Regions from separate parts of the Zea mays genome. Here regions 2 and 3 are each linked to region 1. The links are chromatin contacts, called in public Hi-C maps. All regions are on one chromosome and are shown on one strand. Each heading gives the region's core, a stretch centred on a gene start, on an enhancer-like site or on the middle of the called end of the contact. The rest is flanking DNA. Distances are from core to core; before and after follow the strand shown. Region 1 holds the start of LOC100383389 (Protein TPX2). Region 2 holds the start of LOC542105 (GCK-like kinase MIK). Region 3 has its middle 17 kb from the start of LOC542105.

What was found. Hi-C and Micro-C count contacts between places; a contact is called where the count stands out from the background.
Region 2: a Hi-C map of leaf shows a contact between it and region 1, with 6 times the contacts expected there. The contact joins the promoter of LOC542105 here to the promoter of LOC100383389 in region 1. A contact is called at or near these places in 7 of 25 Hi-C or Micro-C datasets (bundle sheath, ear, endosperm and 2 more) and 1 of 3 datasets of contacts at active chromatin or transcription factors (leaf).
Region 3: a contact with region 1 is called in a Hi-C map of tassel, with 6 times the contacts expected there. The contact joins the enhancer-like site here to the promoter of LOC100383389 in region 1. A contact is called at or near these places in 12 of 25 Hi-C or Micro-C datasets (bundle sheath, ear, endosperm and 5 more) and 1 of 3 datasets of contacts at active chromatin or transcription factors (leaf).

What each region holds. Positions count from the first base shown.
Region 1 is chr7:160,546,440-160,549,281 of Zm-B73-REFERENCE-NAM-5.0, reverse strand. LOC100383389 (Protein TPX2) reads left to right here and starts at 1,484. Exons shown (of 21, transcript NM_001176044.1): 1 at 1,484-1,759; 2 at 1,898-1,986; 3 at 2,093-2,154; 4 at 2,245-2,363; 5 at 2,452-2,641; 6 at 2,718-2,829. The coding sequence starts at 1,603.
Region 2 is chr7:160,764,507-160,767,348 of Zm-B73-REFERENCE-NAM-5.0, reverse strand. It overlaps LOC542105 (GCK-like kinase MIK), which reads left to right and starts at 1,364. Exons shown (of 20, transcript NM_001111738.1): 1 at 1,364-1,458. The coding sequence starts at 1,364.
Region 3 is chr7:160,747,620-160,750,461 of Zm-B73-REFERENCE-NAM-5.0, reverse strand. No RefSeq gene overlaps it. Among protein-coding and RNA genes, the nearest start is that of LOC542105, 17 kb to the left of the region's middle. Within about 2 kb of position 1,396, at least 2 of the 20 cell types and tissues checked have an H3K27ac peak or open chromatin away from gene starts, as enhancers often do. A contact at or near this core is called in root tip and tassel, where this site is marked.

The DNA of each region.
Region 1 (2,842 bases), core at 235-2,734:
AACTGATCCTAATTGGGGATATGTACGTTAGATGGGCTGGTAGCTTGGCCCGTTCTAGCCTTGGATAAGGACTAAGACCTTATCAGATTAGTCTGTAATAGGAGGGTATTTATACCTACCTGGTAATCAATAAAAGAAGGAGGGCAGAGATCAACATAGAGTTGATCAGCCGCCATCCCACCCTAACTCTCGCCTGTCTTCCTCCTTGCCGTGAGGAGATCACGGCCTCCCATCACCCACATGCGCCTAGGGCGCAACCCATCTCCAATTCTCCACCCACAACTATAACCTGAGGAGTTGGAGGCATACTAATTAGTCTATATGTGTCTTCAAAATCTAAAATATATCTTGTCACTTTGTCATATTAAGTATCATATTAAGTATCGATTATATCATTTTGTTCAAACTAAAAAATAGCCATATCTGAGTAGCCCCTTCTTTAATCAGTTTCTCGATCTGCCATTGGATAGATCGATATCAACTATTGGTAACAACCGACGCAGGCTCTAATGATGTTGACATCGATTGAATCGAATGGTAAGCAGACCTACCGACGGATCGATGGATGTTAGGACTGATATGATCGTTGGTAGTCGGTAACCCAGCCTTAACTACCCATCACAAGATGAACAGCGACAACGCTGTTGCAGCCAAACAAAACAGCGCGTCGGGATACTAGTATACCTCTCCATGTCACTATAGAGCAGAGTAAGGCTAAAAATAATCGGAAAAAAGTCCACTTTCAAATTATTTTGACAGAAACGAAAACGATACAATATTGTCGGAAACAAAAACGGCATCGATATTTCGATAATGTCGATACCGAAAGTATACGATCGAAAGTGCATCGATAACGATCGAAAATTAATAAAATGATTATTTTAAAACGATAAACATATAAACCATAGAGCATGACAATAGCCATATAAGTATATGACTTGATCGATCTCATATAACAATATGTGTGAACCAATTAGAAAATAGATTTTAGTTTGAATAATTGGATCACTTTAATAGATTTTAGGACATGCACTACTTCTAAGTATCTCCGTAAATCCAGTTTGGAGATGGATATTTTGTTACCAACTCCGTAAATAAAATAACTGTAAATAAAATAAACGCTTTTTAGTTTGACCCCGGAGCAGCACGCCAGCGTGTAGCGTTGGGGAAACGCCCCCAATTGCTGGCGGCGGGCTGGCGGGCTGGCGGCCTGGCCTCTCCGTGAGACTGTGACCAGCCGGGCGCCGGCAAATCTCTGTCCCACTACCGTTAATCTGCGGGGCCCACCCACAGACTCGCCCGGGAAATAGCCGTTGCGCGCAGGGAGCGTGCGTCGTGCGCCCAACGGTCCACCAGGGCAACTCGCCAACTCCTCTACGAAGCCTGGCACAGGGTTCAAACCTCCCGACCGTTGGAGACCCCTGCCCCTATGCGGGTATGCCCATTGCCCACCCCCACGTTCTTCTCCCGATCGGCTCCACCTCATCCATCCCTCATTCCCTCGCCGACGTTTCCTCCTCCTGCTTCATTCACTCGTCTTCCAGTTCCTCGCCGCTTCAGGGGGCAGACGCATAATTTGATTGAGCTAGCGAGCGAGAGCCGATGGCGCTGGACACAGGAACGGTGGCGGCGGGGGCGATCGACGAGGCGTACGAGTTCTCTGCGCCCAGGTTCTTCGATTTCATCACCGAGGAAACGGAGGAGGCCGTACGCGCCGCCGAGAGCTGGTTCGAGGCCGCCCGCAGCCACGCCCCGTCGCGTACGTAACCCCCGCGCGCTGCTGAGCCCCTCCTGGCTTCCTCGCCGATCGCCCTCCTTCCCTCCCAGTTCCGCCTCCGCTCCGGCCCTTATTTCCCTCGCCGAATTTTCCCTGATTTTTCCCTATTCCGGATTCCAGCGTTCAACCCCAGGATAAAGGAATCGAGGGCGGAAGCCAAGGTCGCTGTCCTCTGCGATTTCGCGGAAGCCGAGGAGCCGGCTCCAGAGGTAAATAAACGGAAGGGGATTGCTCTCGCTCCTAGTTCCTCCGTGATTTTGTCTATTCCGCCTCGTTCGTCTCGTCTGGCGATTTATATATTTGTAAATTGTGCAGGCGGTGCCCGTGGAGGTGGCAGCAGGAAGCGTCTCGGTACACGGAGCAGATGCTATTGATGGGTAAGCATCGGACACATCATACTAAAATTTATTTTGGGTTCATCATGGTGGAAAGTTCAGGCAAGTTTGTGTGCCATATGTTTTGGTCAGTGCTCAATGTCCTGAGGCAATATCGGAATCGCCGCCGGCTTCACATCCGGCTCAAGAAGAGAAGGATAAATCGCCCCAATCGTTCGAGTTCCTCTCGGCGACAGACCTATCCGTAAAATGTGAGTTGCTATTTGCTAGCCTCTGTGTTCTTTGATTACTTGGGTGGAAAATTGTGGTATTCTTAGTTAAGTTCTGACTTTGCAGCAGATGGTGGTGCTGCCAGCACGCCTAAGATGCAGACGCGTCCTCCTTCTCCTTCTACCAAAATTGCACCTCCAATTTCGACATGTGACAGCTCTTCAGTGAATACTGGTGCGCGCACGCCAAAGACGCAGGCGAACATGTGCAGAGCAGCTACTATGGCTGCTTCGACGAATGCCAAGGGGAGCGTGATCAAGTAAGATTCAAGGTCATATGTGCATACTAAAAAAATCTTGAGATTGTTTCCCTTGTCTGAGTTGTTGGCTTCTCAGGGGTGGTTGTGATTTGGTTGGGACTGGAAAGGCAGCCACTGCTGGCGCTGAAATTGCACAAGCGAACCAAGCGGTGAAGAGGCAGAAGCTTGATGATGGAAGAGCCAGACAGGTAAGGGAATTGC
Region 2 (2,842 bases), core at 115-2,614, 220 kb before region 1:
ACTCATTATTTCATACAACGATATGGAATATGGATTATGTAGAATAACACCATAATCAACAAAGAGTTTTACGAACAAGTCACATACTTGATAATCGATCTAAATGTTAGTTATTAAACAATACTTTATTCAATAGTACATAGACATAGTCATGACATAAGCCTCTCACACATTCACACTAAAATAACTGATGTAAGCACCTTATACCCATTGATCTTATGTGTGCCTCACAATTTACTTATGAAAGAGGTTTCGTCAATGGATCTGCAACATTTAATCCACATTGCAAATATTTATATCACCTCGTCCAGTGATCTCGCGAATGAGGTGACATCGACTTAATATATGTTTGGTCTTTTGGTGTGATCTAGGCTCGTTAGCCCGTGCAATGGTTCCACTATTATCACAATAGAGATCCACTGAGCTGGGCGCACTATGAACAACACCCAATAAAAAACAAATTTTCTGATCCAAACAACCTCTTTTGCAGCTTCTAAAGCTGCAATATACTCAGCTTCCGCGTCGAATCTACTACTGTATCTTGTTTGTAACTCCTCCAACTCACCGTTCCACCATTGACACAGAAAACAAAACCGGATTGCGATCTAGAATCATCTACGTCTATATAGAAGCTAGTATCAGTGTAATCAGTTACAATGAGTTTTTTCTCACCACCAAACACTAAGAACACATCCTTAGTTCTTAAATACTCAAGGATGTTCTTTATAGCTGTAGAGTGAGCTTCATCATAGTTTGATTGATACCTGCTCGTACCACTTACAACATACAAGACATCTGAGTGTGTATATAGCACTGCATACATGATGGAACCTATAGCCGAAGCATAAGGAATCACTTTCATCCTTTCTTGCTCATTAATTGTCACCGAAACATTTGGTGAAAACCGTTCAAAATCAGTGCGAATACACAATTGATCGAGTAGTCATAATAGAAGGAATCCACTTTTTTTCTAGATCATAAAGACTATGAAACTTTCTATCTTTTTCTCCACATAATCTATACGATACTTAAATTGTCCACAACCAGGTTCTCGAACCAAACATACCCTATCTACTAGCATTCAAACACGAGTCCTGACCTCCCTACCCCCATCTCCAGCCCCTCCGACGCGGCCCCACCATCTCCACCTCCCGGCCGAACAGACACGAACCAGGGACCAACGACAAATCTCGCGACCTCTCGAAATGAGCGGTACCGGAAGCAGCGTGTAGCGCGAGACGAACGCCGCCCTAATCCAAACCCTAGAGGCGGGAGGAAGACGGCGAGCGAACGCAGCAACGATTCCTGATCTCTAATATCCTAGCACGGCGGCGGCCGCGGCCGGATCTAGGGGTAACGAAGGATGTCGGACTCGGCATCGATGGCGGCCGCCATCGAGGCGCGGTTCAGCAGCCGCGACCTCATCGGCTGCGGTTCCTTCGGCGACGTCTATAAAGGGTACGGATGACGCCCCCACTCCCGTTCGGCAGTCCCTAAATTTCCTTTCCCTCTCGTTGCCTTCGCGCGGATTTTGAGCTCATGCACGGCAGGCGGCGGCCACGCTTGATTTAGCCGTTAATTTAGCTTCGGGTCGAGCGGCATTGCGGATTCGGGCGCTGGGGCTGGGTCCAGCGGGTAATTCGTGCGTCGAGTGTTGGTAGATAGTTGATCGAGCGGCCAGCTTGGTAGCGTCTGTGATGCTATCCATCTGCATGTCCGAGTTAGTTCCGTGCCATTGGTGGAGTTCATCGGGATCTAAAGGGAAATGACGCAGTTTGTTTGCTCAGTGTGGGATTTGGGCGTTGGGAACAAGCTGTGTCAGCGTGTCAATCGGGGATTTTTTTTTTGTAATTCACAACCCAGACAACTTTCATATGCTACTTCTATGTAAAAGGGTCTTCCCTTTGGACTAGAAACAATCATCAGTACGTGAAATGAAAAGTTCTGCTATGTACTTGTATCATTTCCCAAAATACCTGTTTTTACTTAACATATAATGCACATAGAAGTTGACATTGCAAAAAAACCTATTAGGCCGAGAGGATCTGAGTATGTATAGGGCAGAATATCAGGATTACAACATGACAGAGAGTTCAACTCGGGTACAACTACCTTAGGGGGTGGGATGTTTGGATCCAGGTGACTGAATTTTAGTCCTGTCACATCGGTTGTTTAGATTTAGTTAAAGTACTAAATGTATTCTAGCTACAAAACTAATTACACAGATGGGGACTAAACGATAAGACGAACTTATGAAGCCTAATTAGTCCATGATTTACCTATGTGATGCTACAATAAACATTTGCTAATCATGAATTAATTATGCTTAATAAATTTGTCTCACAGTTTAGTCTTTATCTGCATAATTAGTTTTGTAATTAAACTATATTTAATATTCGTAATTGGCATTCAAATATCCGATGTGATACGAACTAAACTTTAGTCAGGGGAACCAAACACCTCTTTAACCGACTCTAATTCTAACTCTGCTATCAATCTGATTCTATCCTATCTTTAATCAGAGTCGGTTAAGGTCTTCCTATATTATTAGAGATGACAATGGGTAAATATATTACTATCCCATACCCATACCCGCAACAAAAAAATAACCCCGTCGAGTCACCCATATCCGCTGGTGGGTATGGATTTACTCCCATACCCATACCCATGTGGGTATGGGTCACCTGTCGTGTCACCCGTACCCATAAAAATTAAACATCTATCAAAATAATACATTATACAAACATCAAGTATATCAATCTAAATACCATTACAAAGTTTCGAGCATCATTTAATCATCCACTCAACAACACCATGGATAATTGGATAAAGTAGCAACACT
Region 3 (2,842 bases), core at 147-2,646, 200 kb before region 1:
AATTAATATTTTTCAGTGTACATAATGCAAACTTTAGAACTTTATTTCATCCAGTCGGTCTCAACCACCTGTTATTTCATTTGTTTTGTTCATGGCGAATACTCCCTCTGTCCCCAATTAAAATTTGTTTTACAATTAATGTATGTGTTGTATATATATGTTTAGTTTCATAATCATCCATATGAATATGGATGTAAAAATCTAGAGCTAGTACGAGTACTATTTTTGGGCTAGTTTGAGAACGTCATTTTCCAAGGATTTTCATTTTCTCAAGTAAAATTAGTTTATTTTTTCTTAGGTCATGTTTTTCTCTTTATTTTGAGGAATTGGAATCTAACTAATGCTACTTTTTTTTAGAATGTGACATTCTATAACTATCTAAAGTTTATATATAAGTATATCTCAAATTTGTGAATCGAGACATGGAAATTGATTCTATAGATTTACATGCTACTTTTTTAATATATAATTTATATTATACTATTTTACTTGCTTCTCTATAGTATAAATGTAGTGTATATCTCTCGCTTATGATTTAGGACAATATACAGACATATTATATATAAAAATATATTAACTTAATTAGTTTTGTTTAAATTATAATTATTAGAATAAAGTTTAATTTCAATGAAATAAAAAGGGTCTTAGGAAATTAGAGTTTCCAAACGGAGGGAGTAACATATTTCTTGCCCCTTTTCCGGTGTTACTGTCACCACAATACATAACATATTTCCTGCCCCTGTTCGGTGTTACTTGAAAGCATCTAGGTCTTGGTTGGTTTTAGTGATTAATGACAACTTAATATTATATGTGACTAACGTGTGTTTTGTAGAGACAAATGGTAAGTTAGGTCGCACTACAGGAGAATGTACTACAACGGTGAAAACAATCCCGGAGATAAGAACTTGAAGCGACAGCTAAAACGACGAAACAAAATATGAAGGTCTTCGTATTCCGAGTGTCAAGGAGTTGCATACACTTGGTATAGAGTTAGGTCTTTTATTTTGTTTTAGCCGTACTATAAAGAGGGATTGTCCATAAGTAGTTTGACTAAGAGAGTTTTAGTGTAGTGTTGGTGCATATTCACACTCACATATAGTGCTAGGTGTCACTCTAAAACATACTCACGAGTTAGAACGAAAACCGATTTGAAAAACAGAAAAAGCAGAAACTAGGGTTTCTGGCCCAGGGGCATCGGACTGTCCGGTGCGCCCTCTGCCAGTGGGGCCAGGTTGGCTCGGGGAAGACCCTTCCCCTGTGCAAAAACCCGAGAGCGCGGAGTTGATAAAGTGAATTATAACCGGCACCGGACAGTGACTATTCACTGTCCGGTGTGCCATCTGTCCAACGGCTAGATGTTAGAACTAGTCGTTGGAGATGTAGGCGCACCAGTGGCGCACCGGACTGTTCGGTGCGCCCATGCACAACAGGGTTCTCGTAACGGCTAGTTGGTGGGTGAGGGCTATTTATACCCCCTCCACTCACCATATTGATGGTCTTGCTGCCCACATTTACTTCTACACATTGGTAGAACATTGCAAGCAACACAAAGCCTAGTGAGGTGATTAGAGAATCTTAATCTCACATTTGGACCTCATTAGTGCTAGCGAGAGCCACCTGGAGCACACACCGCATGCATTAGGCTTCTCTTGGTCAAGTGAAAGTCTACGATTTGTTACTCTTGGTGATCGGCATCACCTAGACGACTTGGTGGCGTTGGGAGCTCAGTGATCACCTTAGAGATCTTGTTGGTGACCCGGCTTAAGATTGTAAGCGGTCGTGAGGGATCCACCGCGCCGGAGTAGCAAAGGATCATCTCATAGTGAGCACTTGGTTCTTGCGAGTACAAGGGGGAGCGATACCCTTGCGCGAGTGCTCCAACGAGGACTAGGGGAGTGCCGACTCTTCGATACCTCGAGAAAACTTGGAGGAGTCTTCTAAACCTTGCTTTACATTCCACACTTAATTCAAGCCTTGTTGCTCTTAGATTAGCTTAACCGCTAGAGTAACGATGTCCGGTGGGGATGGACATCCTCCCGTTTTTGATGGTGAAGATTTTCCAAATTGGAAAATTCGTATGAAAGCTTTATTTAGAGGCTATAGACATTGGTGTCTACAAAGCCGCCACTCAAGGGTTCCCCGAACCTAGAGATCCCACAAATCTGGTAGGAGAAGAGTTTAACTATGAGAAATGGAATGCTAAGGCCAAAAACACTCTTTTTAGAGACCTTTACAAAGATGTATTTAATAGAGTAAGAAACCATATGAATGCTCATGATTTGTGGATGGATATATGTGCTCTACATGAAGGGACTAGAAGTGAGCGTGAGGAGAGATATCATATTGCTATGAGAAAGTTAAATTCTTTTGAGATGCTTGCTAATGAAAATGTCAATGCTATGTACTCACGTCTCAGTATTCTTGTAGAGGAAGTAAATGGCTTGGGGCTTACACAAATTTCACAATCGGATGTTGTGAGGAAGATTCTCAGTGTCCTCCCAATTGATAAATATGGACTCATTGTCACAGTGCTGCATCATATGGATTTTTCAGTTGCCACTCCTACACAAATATTGGGAAAGATCAATGCTCATGAGATGTACATGCACATCAATGACAATGATGAGTCATCTTCCAAGAGAAAGGATTTGGCTCTCAAAGCAAATCAAGAAAAGAAAGGAAAAGCTAAAGTACAAATTGAGGAGGAATCCTCAAGTGATGATGATCTTGATGCTAGCATTGCCTTGATGGTGAGGAAGACCACCAAGATGTTAAAAAAGCTCAACAAAGAAGGCATCATGTTTGACTCAAGACAGAAGAAATTCTTTTCCAGTAAAAGAAA